3 separate regions of the Sus scrofa genome follow, and regions 1 and 3 are each linked to region 2. A link is a contact called in public HiChIP or PLAC-seq data. All regions are on one chromosome and are shown on one strand. Each heading gives the region's core, a stretch centred on a gene start, on an enhancer-like site or on the middle of the called end of the contact. The rest is flanking DNA. Distances are from core to core; before and after follow the strand shown.

Region 1 (4,141 bases), core at 1,310-3,809, 240 kb after region 2:
CCTGGGAACTTCCATGTGTCAAGGGTGTGGCCCTAAAAAGGAAAAATCAAAACAAAACAACTGTGCCGGAGGAAGAAGAAGCCTTACCCTTCTGTTAGGCCTGGTTTATGAAAGCCCCTGCTCAGTTAAGAAATTTGGTACCCCTATCCCTCCCTGCACCCTTCCCTAGAGGAGGTGCAGGGAAATCTTCCCACCGGCCTTTCCAGGGGGCCTGGAGCCTACCTGACAACATTCTTAGAGGGAGGGGCACAGGAGATGTCATTCTAAATTACAGTTGGAGTTTTGAGTTAGAACTATTTTCTTTTTTTTCTTCTTTTTAGGGCCACACAATGCCAGATCCAAGCCTCATCTGCGACTTAAACCACAGCTCACTGGGACTTCCAGTTGTGGCTCAGTGGTAACAAATCCAACTAGCATCCATGAGGATGAGGGTTCAATCCCTGGCCCCACTTAATGGGTTAAGGATCTAGCATTGCTATGACTATGGTATAGACCTGCCGCTACAGCTCTGATTCAACCCATAGACTGGGAACTTCCATATGCTGCAGGTGTAGCCCTAAAAAGCCTAAATAAATAAATAAATAAATAAATTTTCTTTAAAAAAAATCACAGCTCATGGCAATGCCACATCCTTAACCCACTCAGTGAGGCCAGGGATCGAACCCACATCCTCATGGATACTAGTCGGGTTGGTTACACCAACTGCCCCACAACAGGAAATCCTAGAACTAGTTTCTGAAATAAGACTGGGCTTTGTGAGGAGAAGTGTCCAGAGGCTTTTCTAGTCTTTTCCCCAAGAGCAAATGGAGTGTCTCATGACCAGCTCTGTTTCCTTCCACAGAACATAGGAGAGCTTCTCCCACAGGATACCTTGTAAAAGGGCCCTGGGACACAAAATGAAGTTGGGAGCTGAGCACATCCCATGCATCATGCTTATCCACTACCCAGCTCATCTGCCAACTGGGTGGGAGGTAGTCTGAGAGCTAAGCCCCATCTGCACATGTTCTGCAACTGGGTGATCCCTGCTCCTGGGAGTCAGGATCCAGGACCCTATGGTACTCTGCCTTGGGGAAGACAGCAGCCAGCCAGGTACACAGATGGGGACTTGCAGAGAAGGCCGCATAGCCTATCACCATCCTTACTGACCCTCTACACAGTCATGTTATACACACTTCCCAGAGGAACCGAGAGAGGCCACTTCACTTTTCATTCTGAGCCACTTCCCTCAGTCCACAGCCTCGTGGGCCAGGGTTCTACCATGCCAGTGACCGCACCACTCCCAGAGAAGCAGAGAGCCTCCCTGTAGTCATAGCAACCAGATTACTCAGTTTAGCCCAGCCCAGAAGGCCTTAATTCGTAGACCCAGAGCCCCCTCATCCCACCTGTGAGGAGGAGGGCCCAGTCCTAGGGGCCCTTCCTTCTCCCCCACGGCCATTAGATTCCCTTCCTGGGACCAGCTGGCTCAGACTCTCACACTGGGCCAGCCCAGCAGCCTCCCCTCCCTGAAGCAGGGCCCCATATTTTCCCCTCACTTGCCTAGGAGAATCCCTGGCCTGTGGCAACACATTTTCAGGGCCCAGGAGGACCAGAGGCTGGGCAGCAGGCCCAGTCTGGGAAGGAGCAGACGCGGTGGAGACAGGTACAGGGCAAAGCATGGCTTCCCCCTTCCCTACAGACAGGAGGGTGTCAGCGGAAGCAGAAGTCTATAGGTTCCCTCCCAGGCCCCTGGGGGCAGAACCTCCAGTTCTGACTTGGGGTTCACTGTCCTTTTGTGGCTGCCCCACAGCAGCTGGGAGAGAGCGGGGCCTCCCGGGGAGTGGGTAGGGAGGGATGAGGATTCCAGTCCCAGGCATCCCACTGGGGCAAGACTGGGATGTCAGTCCTGGGAGAAGGGGTCTGGCTCACCTCAGTCTCTGGTGCCACCTCAGCTCGGGACACACTTTTCTCCCACCACCACTAAGCATGGGAGCAACAAACACTACTCTTCTTGAGCGCTTTGGAGAAGGACAGACCCCCATCCAAAGAAACTTCCTCCTGTGATCACCTGGGAAGCCATCCTTTTCCCACATCCAGATGCAGAGCCTGGGCCATGGTGGTGGCCACTCGGGGCACAGGCCCTCACCCACAGATTTGTTTATCTGGGCAGTTGTATCAGCTACCTGGCCAAGCCACACAGGCACCTGAATCCTGGCAGACATAAACTAGCCCAGTCCCCTGGCAAAGCTCCTAGCAGCCTGCCCACCTGCCACCCCCACGCCCCAGCAGCCCCCAGCCAGGCCCCACTCACATCATCCCATTTGATGAAGCGCTCCCCTTGGCTCAGATAGGCCTTCACCTTGGGGGGCAGCAGGACGGGGTTGAGCAGAGACATGGTGCCAACTGTCCCTCTTTGGAGAGGCTGGGCAGGCACAGCGGACAGGAGGAAGGGAAGAAGGAGGGCGGGCAGGAGGGGAGCCTAGCTGGGCTCACATGTTACCCGCCCACCCCACCCCCCAGCAGACCCGGAAGTCTGGGTGCCCTGACAGCCCTCGGGCCGGAGGTAGCTGGGTACAGTGCTGCGCTTGGGCCAGAGGCCCATCTGGCTTTTAAATCAGCCTCATCCCGCCCCCCTGCACTGGGGGGGCTGTGGTCACTGCTCCTGCCCAGGGAGGCTGGGCTCCCCCTCCTTAAAACCCCCGCCCTCACCCGGTGCCTCAGCACTTCCTGCTCAGGGCTTCCTTCTCGGCTCTTCTAGACTGAGAGGCAAGTCATGAGGCCCAGTCGTCCTGGAGCAGGGGCCTCTCTGTCCCAAGAGCCATCCCCCTCAGTTAGATAGGGGGGCAGGGGTCCAAGTAGGGATGCTGTTGTCCAGGTGAACACAGAGGGGAGGAAGCAAGGAGCTCACCAGGGGAAGGGACCCCCACAGAGGTGGGGTCCAGAGCACAGAGGTCCCTCCCAGAGGCAGGGGAGGCTGGGGTCACCCTGGAGGTGGGAGTTGAGGGTGGGGCAGGGTCCAGCCGGGATTGGTGTTTTGAATAAGCAAAGTTTGCTGAACACCCAGCTCCTCTTTCTCAATACTTCCTCCGCATGAAAATGAGGTGCAAGTGAGGCAATGTGCCCCTCACTCAGCACACCTGACTCTCATCCCCTGGGTCCTCTGGTCTAGGCTGAGGCCTGGAACCTCACTGACCAGCCACCACTCCACATACAGCCACTTTGAGCAACCCTAGGCCACCAGCCTCCCCTGCGCTCTCCTGCCAGATCCCTCCTCTGCCCTGGACTGGGACCTGACAAGGAGAACACTTGGGGCTCAAGGGCTGCTTATAGAAGCCTCTGCTCAGGCTGGTGGGTGCTGCTCAGGGTATATGGCCCTGACACTGCTCCGGCCTAGGCCCCGGGAGCCCATAGCCCCGCTCAGCCAAGCCCACTTCCTCTTGCCTAACCTGCTCTTATCGCCCTTAACTCAGCTGGGGGAGCCTGGAGCTCTGCCCAAGACTTCCTTCCCCTCTCAGGGCCTGGCTTTCTGCCCCAGGTGCCACCATGGACCTTTGTGCTACCCCTTGACAACCTCAGGACCCTTGCCCCAGACCTAGACCTGCTTTTGATGGCCAGTCCAGCCCAGGGTGGGAGAATGGAGGCCAAGGGGGGCTGGAGCTAAGGGGGCTCCTAGCACAAAAATAACCCCCAGAAAAACAATTCTAAGACCACTGGGGTGGAGGCTGGAGTAAGGCCTGACAGAACCTGTGGAAGCAGCATGGTGGGAACCCACCATGCTTCCGGGCCCTCAGGACTCAGACGCTCCCCTCTCCCTCTGAGCCCTGCTGTCTCATGCCTCCTCCATCTCTCCAGCCTTGGGCCCTTCTGGGGGCCCCTCTGGTGTCTCCTGCTGTTCCAGTTCCCTCCCCAGGATCAGGTTCCCTCTCTGTCTGTTTGAATGGATTTTGCAAGGGAAATCCCTGACCCTTCCCAAAAGCCCCTGCACCTGACACCTGCACCTGCTCTTGCACCCAAGTCCCCTACTCTTGTCTGCCCTGCAGTCTTCTTCTCTACTTTGGGCCTGGAAAGACAATCTCCTCCCCCTCCCCCTCCCTTGGCTTGGGGAGTGGGGAGGGGAGGTTCTCTCACTTCACAGGATTGGGGGGGTTACACAAGGAAGTCAGGG
Region 2 (4,220 bases), core at 1,066-3,565:
CCTTAGGAAACTGCTTCTCACCTCTGCTAAAATCTCTTACACAGATGACACTGACTTTCTCACCCTGGGAAAGATGTCTCTGAGAGATATCAAAGGACTTGGTACTAACCTTTTGTGCATTTAAAATACTCCCTCCCCATCTTATTTTAAACCTGCTTTCCATTCATTCAGGCTCATTTAAGTAAAATGCAAGCTACTGCCAGAAAAATTCTACCTCAGAAGAGTCCTTAGTTTTCTATACTTCATGATACCCAATTTTATTTTCAAAAGCCACATACGATGGCTTTTCATAAAAGTCTTCTCAAGAAAACTGATAAAGAGGGACTTAACAACTAATTATGGCCTAAACTCTCACAAATATCCTACGTCAATGTGACCAGAGGGCAGTGTGGTTCAGTGCCAGCAGAATAAAGAGTATTCATTTGGAATCCAAGGAGTCTCTTGCTTTGCTATATATTCAACCTCCACCCTGAAAGGTAACATGAGGACTCTTGACTAAGTTATATGCTCTCAGAACTCCCTGGTGGCTTGGCGGGTTAAGGAACAGGCATTGTCACTGCTGTGGCTCTGGTTGCCACTGTGGCAGAGGTTCGATCCCTGATCAGGAAATTTCTGTGGGTGTGACCAAAAACAAATAAATAAATTATAGGCTCTCAAATATGAAACCTAACATAATACATGTTTGGTACCTGAACCACAACAATAAGGGAATAATCAGCTTAAAAGTAAAAGCATCATTTGGGGAGCTCCCATTGAGGCACAGTGGAAACGAATCTGACTAGGAACCATAAGGTTGCGTGTTCGATCCCTGGCCTCACTCAGTGGGTTGGGTTAAGGATCCAGTGTTGCCGTGAGCTGTGATGTAGGTCACAGACATGGCTCAGATCTGGTGTTGCTGTGGCTGTGGCAGTAGGCCAGCTGCTACAGCTCCAATTCGACCCCTAGCCTGGGAACCTCCATATGCCACGGGTGTGGCCCTAAAAAGCAAAAAAAAGCATCATTTGGTACCAAGAAACTGTTCATTGAAGGCAGGAACAGTACAGGAACAAGGAATCAAATATGTCAACTGCTCCTTACATTGATACTATAAGGACCAATACGCTAATTTTACTCTGACAAGCGTTTGACTTTTACTTTCTTCATTTTAATTTTGCTCTTGAGTTTTCTACTACTAAGGTAATAAAAGAAGACCCTGATTCCAAAACAGGTGGGGAGCTACAAACTAGGCTTTATTTAATAGTTTAAAACAAAAAACAACAAAAAACCTGGTTCTGATAACCCTAACTTAAGTTCAAGTCTTTAACCTACAAAATCAGGAGTGTTAGGAATCCAACTCACCACAGTGCTGATCTTCTTTTTCCCATCAGTAGCTCTTAATAGACACTTGTTGTCCGCGGGCTCAAATCCCTCCACAGAACCTTTCCTTGGAATGGGTTTAGTTCGACCATCATCTGCGTGAAAAATGTATCCTGGTAAACACAGCCACAACGTTGTTAACAGACAAAAAGCTAATAAGTAGGGAAGGGATACAAAAGATAACCTAATCCCCCTCCAGTGATCTAGTCCTGTTAACTACGTATCTGCCATCACTCTCGGCATTGCTACCTTGAGAATCTATGTGCTACTTCCACGATGGGAACACTGTAATATCAAAGCAGATTAAATCTCACTAACTGTAGAGGAGTTTTGGGATCCTTGACAAAAAGGCCTGAAATGCTTGGACTCACTGGGACAGCCTCACTCAGGTGACTAAGTGCTGGGGACCGCATCAGCCACAATCCCTAATACTCCGGCCCGTCAGCTCTGGATGTGCCCAGCACAAGGTTGGGGGGAAGGCAGGGATGCACGGCAGACAGATTCCGTCTGTGGCTCCCAGTAATTGGGCCCCCGGACCAGGGAAACGCTCGGCCTTCTAGCTCCTTCCCGGCCTTGCTCCGTCCATAGCTTCTTACATTTCTTCAGGGTGATGAAGACGCTGCCCGACAACCGGCACTTCTGGAAGAGCCTCGTCAGCTCCGTCAGGAACTGGAACACAACAAGCCCGGCCCCGTTAGGCCCAAACCCCCTTCTCGCATGGCCAAGTCCCAGAACCTCCCACCAACGGAAACAGGTCCCAAGTAAGCCCCGAACCGCATCGGCCCCTCGGCCCCTAGACCAGCCAGCTCTCGCCATACCTGCTCACTCTCCAGTAGCACCATACCGGCACTGCGGGCTCCGCTCAGTCAGCACAAGCCCCAAGCAGTCGGAACCGGAAGTTCCACCCTGGCTGGGCGGGACTTCCGCTATTTTTCTGCTCTCTTCTACCCAATCCCTGCTTCCACCTTTTCCCCGCCTCACCCACCCCGCGCCTGCGCTCTGAGACGCCCCCGCTTGTCCTTTGGAAGCTCGCGGGCTGTGCGGGATTTCACACAAGCAGTGGGAGGGAGAGCGAGGGCGTGGGAAAGGTTCGAGGGAAACCTAGTTGTGTACGTTCAACTGTATGTTGGTCGAGTTTACCTGACAATTTGATGCTTCAATTTCCTCACCTTATAATAGTAACCACCTTTTAGTTGGTTGTGAAGAGTAAATGAACTCCTATTAAATCCCTCCAACAGTGCCTGAGGCATAGAATGTTTGCACCGTTAGCTGTTTCATTAGAATAAATTCCTTGGCGGTCCACTGAACTCTCCTTCTCTGACCAGGCTGGGCGGCCCCAGCTCTAGCAAGACTGCTACCATCCCGGGGTTCTTGTAAGGGCAGGTCCAGGGGTGGAGGTTGGGCCAGAGGAGTAGCTTTGGTGGTGGTGTGCAGAGGGCATGCCTAATACTTTGCTTTTGTGCTTTTTTGGGCGAGGGATGTCTTTTTGTCTTTTTAGGGCCGCACCCGAGGCATGTGGAGGTTCCCAGGCTAGGAGTCTAATCGGAGCTACACTACAGCCACAGTAACTTGGGAGCCGAGCTCCTCTGTGACCTACACCACAGCTCATGCCAACGCCAGATCTTCAACCCACTGAGCAAGGCCAGGGATCGAACCCTTATCCTCATGGATCCTAGTTGGGTTCATTAACCACTGAGCTACGGGGGGAACTCCCGCTTTTGCTTCCAACACCCTGCTTTTGCTTTTAGCTCTTCAGAAGTGGCAGTTGGGTTTTTAGACTTTTCGTATCTTCCTGCCCATAATTTGCCCCAAACGGCCGATATTTTTAGTGCCTTATAGTTTCTTTGTATTCTCCTGCTGGAGGACATGTTTGTCTAGGTGCAAGCATTGCAGCCGCTACAGCAAAGGGTCCCAGGTTCCTGCCTGTCTCAAGAGCGCCTGGAGCCATATCTTAGTTCACCTCTGGGCTCAGTGAGGAAACCTGGGGTCTAGGCCCTGCTCTGCCAGTAGTCAGCTTGAACCCTTAGACCTTGGTAAAGGCAAGCTGAACTCATGCAACCGGGTTTTCACTGAGGGTATCTCAGCCTGTGCCAGGGAGTTAGGGCTATAGCAGGACATAGGACAAATTTCTTGGGTTAAAGAAATAAGGAGGAAATAATAAGAAGTATAGCTTCAGATAATGAGTGCTGTGAAGATAACTAAAGGGGATGATACAAATAAGAGTGACAAGGGGACAACTTTAGGTTGGGGGTCAGAGAAATCCCACTGAGGAGAACTCTGAGCTGAAAGCTAAAAGGACCAGCCATTCAAAAAGATCAGGGGACAGAGTGTTTCAGACACAGTGAATGGCTAGAACAAAGGCCCCAAAGGGGAAACAAGCTGCCCTGTGTCCACAATGCTGAGGAGTGGCTGGGAGTGGAGCCCCCATGTGGAAGGTGGGGAGAAGGGACAGTATGGAGAGCTTAGAGATGAAGCCAGTGACCAACTTATATAGGGCCTATGGTCGTGGAAAATTCAGATTTTGTTCCCAATACAAATAAAGTCTCTCATTAAGAAAGTTTTAAACAGAGCAGTGACAATCTAATTTACATTTTTTTAAAAATTCTCCCCTGTCTGTGGTATGGAGAAGGCTCTGTAGAGAGACAAGGCAAGAAATGGGGAGATGATGAGAGGGTTGGATTAGCATCATATTGCTGCTGTAACAAAATGGCAGAAATTTAGTGACTTCAGACAACATGAGTTTATTCTTTTACAGGCCTGAAGTTCAGAAATCTAAAATCACTGTGTCTACAGGGCTGAATTCCTGGAAGCTTCAAGGGGAAATCTGTTTCCCCACCCTTCTAGAAGCTACCTGCATTCCTTGA
Region 3 (4,731 bases), core at 229-2,728, 160 kb after region 2:
AGCAACGACAACAACAACAAAAGACAAACAAACAAAAGACAAACAAACAAACAAACAAACAAAAAGACGGACACAGGCGTCTGCCTGCCCACCCTCTGCAACAGGCACCCAAGCCTTTGCATGGGTTTTTCCAGTGACTGGTAGATCCCCCCTTTCCTACAAACTGTAAGAAAAAGGATCTAAGTTGGCAGATATTCTCACCAAATCAAGAAGTCATACAACATGACAAAGTAGAGGAATGACCTCAGGTCCATGCTGGCATCAGCTTTCAGATGTCCCTGAAGAGCAAAGGAACCAACACTGACTATCATGCTCAGGAATTAAACTGATGAGGAAAAGTGTCCAAGAGGCCCTAGTGTCCCTTGGCTGGTTTCTGGTCTCCAACACCCTTTCTTTTAGTAGCCGCACCCGAATCTTCCTCCCCACCTGAGTGTGGTGTTGGGAACACTTGCCCAGGCTACCCTTCACTCCACCAGGCCAGAGCCAGGCACGTGACCTGAGCCTCCAACCAGACTCCCACAATGGTGCATGAGGCAGAGCGCATGCTGGGAGCACCTATCCAGGTGGGGGAGGTGTGGGGACTTCAGAGTCAGGCCCACTGCCAGGAGACCTTGGGGGGCTGCCAGGCTTCTGTCCCAGATTCTCCAGACTTCTCATCAGGCTGGGAGTTAGTTACCTGATGGCTGGCAAAAAGTTATTTTCTGGGAGTTCCCATCATGGCTTAGCGGTTAATGAACCCAACGAGGATCTGTGAGGATGCAGGTTTGATCCCTGGCCTCACTCAGTGGGTTAAGGACCTGGCATTGCTGTGATGGATCCTACATTGCTGTGGCTGTGGTATAGGCCGGCAGCTGTAGCTCTGATTTGACCCCTAGCCTGGGAACTTCAACATGCCCCCGAGTGTGGCCCTTAAAAAAAAAAAAAAAAAAAAAAAAATTCCTTTTCTTGTGCAAGATAGCTGGGAGTTAGAAGACCTGACCGAGTTTTTATGATGAATGCCACGGGGTCCAACAATATGCAGCTCAATCAAAATGTCTGTGAGTGTAACCTGAGCCTTTATGAGGGAGGTAACTGGGGTCATGATTTGGAAGATTAATTTTCTGCTGTTTGGTGAGTGGATAAGAATGAGCCACAGACAGCACAGCCGTGAAGCTGAAAACAGAAGAACATTCATGTACTGAGCTCTCAGGATGAGCAGTCACTGCGCCAGGAGCTTTGTTCATTTATTTCCCACAACCCCCTAGGTAGGTGAAATCATCCCCATTTTATGGATGAGGAAATTGAGGTCCAAGTGGTTAAATAACATGCCACATTTCCTTCAGCCGATGGACGCCAGAGCTGGGATATGAACTCAAGCTGGAAAACTCAGAGCCTGGGCTTTTAACCAAACACCACATTGTTTCCCTATGGAAGAAAATTAATGGAGGAGTTTTTAAAACTAATGTGAGCAGCTTAGTGCCATGTTGGATGTAAGGGGCTGGGGGCAGGGAGGGCCAAGGGGAACAGCAGATTTCCATCTGCCTGTCAGCAGCAGGGGGCACTGGGTGTAGGAGCTGGCCAGCCAGGGTGGTGCCTGCAGTGGGGCAGCTGTGACTTGGGCTCTGGGTGAGCATTTCTAGGTTGATGGTCAAAGCCGCAGAGAGGATGCTCTTCCAGGAAGAGTGCTGGGGAGTGTGGGAGAGTGGAGCAGAGGGGAGGGCCATGACCAGGCTTGGGCAAGGGGAGAGGAAAAGGAGCCAGTGAGGGGACAGGTGGGCTCAGAGACCCAGAAGAGGACGGAGTGGAAGCCCGCTCTCCACCTGCTGCCTGGGGAGCTCAAGCTCCCACCTGAAGAGGCCCCTGTTTCTGATCAAGGCCTGGGAAACAAAGGGTCTCTACCAACCCGGAAGCTGGTGCCCACGTTGCCCAGCACTCCCTGGGTGCCACTCTTTCACCGTTTACAGCAAAACTGACCAAGCCCCCGAAAGGGGAGCTCAGCCAGCTGGGGCGAGCAGCCAGGTCTGAGTCCAGCAGCTCTGGGGGTAGGGAGCCTGGGCGGTCTGGCTTCCCATGGGCTGAGGGAGGCTTGCACTGAGCCTTCCTTTCCCTCCCCCTCAGTAAAGGAAGGCAGGAAAAAAATGTGTTTTTATAAATAGCTCCAGCCCCAGCTGATTTGTAAATTCAGTGGGTTTTTTGTGTCAATGACATCACCCTCCTCCCCATGGCAACCCCCGACGATATCAAAATTGCCAAGCAACGTTGAAGCAGCTCAGCGCCCCAAATGAGCAGGTCGCTGCCTGAGGATTTAATGGAGAAATCCCAAAGTGAGCCCTGGTGCTCGGTGGCGGAGGGGGGCCAGGCGGCTGGGGAGGAGGCCTGAGCCTGCCGGTGCCGCCTGCCAGGAGCCCTGGGCCAGCCAGCTGGGGCTCCTTGGCTGTGCTCCCTTTGACAGCCTGCTGCCAGCAGCAGTGGGGGAGGGCACTGCTCCCGCCTGATGTGCCAGGAGCCAGGAGCAGCCATCCAGGTGACTAAGCCGGCCCACAGGCACTGAGTCACCCACTGGTCTGGAGGTTTCTTCCTTCTCTTTTGAATCTGATTATTTTGGGAGCTGGAAATTTGGAGCTGCACCTGAGTCCCGCCCCTTCTAGCTCTCTCCCCTCCCTACCTGGGGCTCTGAGGAAGATGGGACCAGCCACGAGTCTGCCACCACCCCCTACGGCTATGGAAGACGCTGTGGGGGCCGGAGGTGCCCAGGGAGAGACAGCAGCCGGGCCAGTGCAATAGCAGATATGGTGACGAGGCTGCCTGTCGTCTGGAGGTGCCGGGAGAGAAGGGGAGTCCAGTCCATGCCAGCTGGAGTCCTCCCAGGCTGGCTTTGAACTCACCTCCTATGGGACATTTCTGCGAATGAGCGGCTCCTAGGGTCAGAGTGGCTTTTGGAGAGCAAGGCTGGATTGGCTTAGGCTGGCCCAGGCAGGTAGGTGGCTCTGCCCTGGGTGTGGCCCCACGTGTGTATGAGCAGCATGTGTGTGAGAGACAGCGGACAGAAGGGGGCCGGCAAATTGCTGGGCATGGGGGATTTGGCAGCATTTCCTCTTCAGTGATGCTGGGCAAAAGGACACCAGGCACCAGGCCTGAGCAGGTGAGGTGCAGGTCCAGCTCGGAGAGGTGCAGGCCTCACTGAGTCCGTGGCACAGAGACCCAGCATGGGGAGTGATCCAAGGATGAAGCCAACCTGCCAGGAGGCCAGATAGCCCAGGGCCTTAAGGAAACAGCTTCCTACCAGAATTCTGTCCCTCTCCCATGCAGTGTGGCTCAGCACCTACGTGTGTCCTCCGCCGAGCTTGCACAGGTGCATCTTGGGGAAGGTTGCTGCCCAGGGCTCCCCTCTCCCCTTACTCAGTCCCAGCCGGGCCATTGATTGGCCTGCCTGTGCTCAAGCCAGCCCTTGGGCTCCAGACCCTTCAGAGCCTGGTCCACTGTGTGTCAGGCAGGGGGACGTGGGTCCCCTGCCTCCCCCACGCAGCTGGCAGCCACACAGGCACACCGGTGAGTAAGCTGCCGGAGGGAGGAGACTGTGTGCCCACAGAAGCAGGACAGCTCCAACCAGGAGCCTTCAGGAGACGAGGCTGGGCGAGAAAAGCATTGAGGTTTCCTTTTTCTTTTCCTTCTTTTTTCTTTTCTTGCCTGAAGGGAGTGCCACTTCCTGGGCTAGAGACAAGCACCAGCCTGCAGCAGGGAGCTCAGGGCCCAGCCATCCAGAGGACACCCAAGGTAAGGTCCCCGCTGCCGCTCGGGCACAGGCCTTCTGGGTGGGGTGCAGGTACAAGCTGTCTAGGTTGCTCCCCACCTGGGACATGACGGCAGCAGTGGGTTCCTGGGCTGAGGGGCCCCACATCCCACCTGACCTGCCACACCCTTCCAGATGGCTTCTGAAGCTGCCCAGTCCCAGCTGGCCTCTGGCCAAAGACAGAAATGCTGGTTCTTCTATTCCTGCCTTTGCCTCCCCTTCCTGCTGGGCCATGACAGTGCCACAAGGACACACCTCCAGGAGGCCCCACCACCTCTGGGACACTCTCCTCAGGCATTCATTGCACAAGTATTTATGGAGCATCCACTGGGTCCCGGGATCCAAGTCACACCCTTATGCTGAGCTTGACGTGGCACAGCTTCTGACTCTGAAACTCAGTGTCAGGCCGGGTTTGGGGGCTGCCTGGCTGAGGACACCATCTTCCCTCACAGGCCTCTGACTCTGTTTCAGGGTTAAGAACCCGGTCAATGCCAGGCCCAGTGAGCTCAGGGGTCTGGGGTCTCACGAAGAGGCAAGGCTAATACAGTGTAGTTGGCTCTTTCCCTGGCATCACACACCAAGGTCAGAAGGTCCTGCTTGGGTCTTTCCTGAAATGGTTTTTGTGGGACCAGTTTCCTGAAGTAGAGGATGAGTTCTGGGCTGCAGAGTCTCCAGGCCTGGTGGGACAGCCTCACAGAAGCTCATCTAACAGCGAAGAAGTCCTTTGGGCCAAGCAAGGGTTCCCTTCCACAGCTCAGGAGTGGCAACCCCAGGAGCCCTGGTGACCAGGATGTCTAGTCAGGAGGGGTCAGTACCAGGGGCAGGTTTTTTGAGTGGAAGGCTCTATGCACTTGAAAGTGTCCATAGGGGAGGAGGACGGGGGCTGCATGGACCTTTTGGTCTCCCAAGGACAGACATTCTTTGTGAGCTGAGCTCGCTGGGATGTGCCAGGCCCAGGGAAA

Evidence for each region. HiChIP or PLAC-seq counts read pairs in DNA pulled down with a chosen protein or histone mark.
Region 1: an H3K27ac HiChIP or PLAC-seq map of alveolar macrophages shows a contact between it and region 2. The contact joins the promoter of PLCB2 here to the promoter of SRP14 in region 2. A contact is called at or near these places in 1 of 5 promoter capture datasets (liver), 3 of 47 Hi-C or Micro-C datasets (alveolar macrophages, heart right ventricle and subcutaneous adipose tissue) and 1 of 2 datasets of contacts at active chromatin or transcription factors (alveolar macrophages).
Region 3: a contact with region 2 is called in an H3K27ac HiChIP or PLAC-seq map of skeletal muscle, with 2.1 times the contacts expected there. The contact joins the promoter of PAK6 here to the promoter of SRP14 in region 2. A contact is called at or near these places in 2 of 5 promoter capture datasets (fetal liver and liver) and 2 of 2 datasets of contacts at active chromatin or transcription factors (alveolar macrophages and skeletal muscle).

The regions. Positions count from the first base shown.
Region 1 is chr1:131,003,826-131,007,966 of Sscrofa11.1, reverse strand. PLCB2 (1-phosphatidylinositol 4,5-bisphosphate phosphodiesterase beta-2) reads right to left here and starts at 2,559. Exons shown (of 32, transcript XM_021097762.1): 1 at 2,288-2,559. The coding sequence starts at 2,371.
Region 2 is chr1:131,239,656-131,243,875 of Sscrofa11.1, reverse strand. SRP14 (signal recognition particle 14 kDa protein) reads right to left here and starts at 2,315. Exons shown (of 5, transcript XM_003121602.6): 1 at 2,175-2,315; 2 at 1,953-2,025; 3 at 1,339-1,451. The coding sequence starts at 2,198.
Region 3 is chr1:131,074,167-131,078,897 of Sscrofa11.1, reverse strand. PAK6 (serine/threonine-protein kinase PAK 6) reads left to right here and starts at 1,478. Exons shown (of 11, transcript XM_021097802.1): 1 at 1,478-3,121; 2 at 3,673-3,753.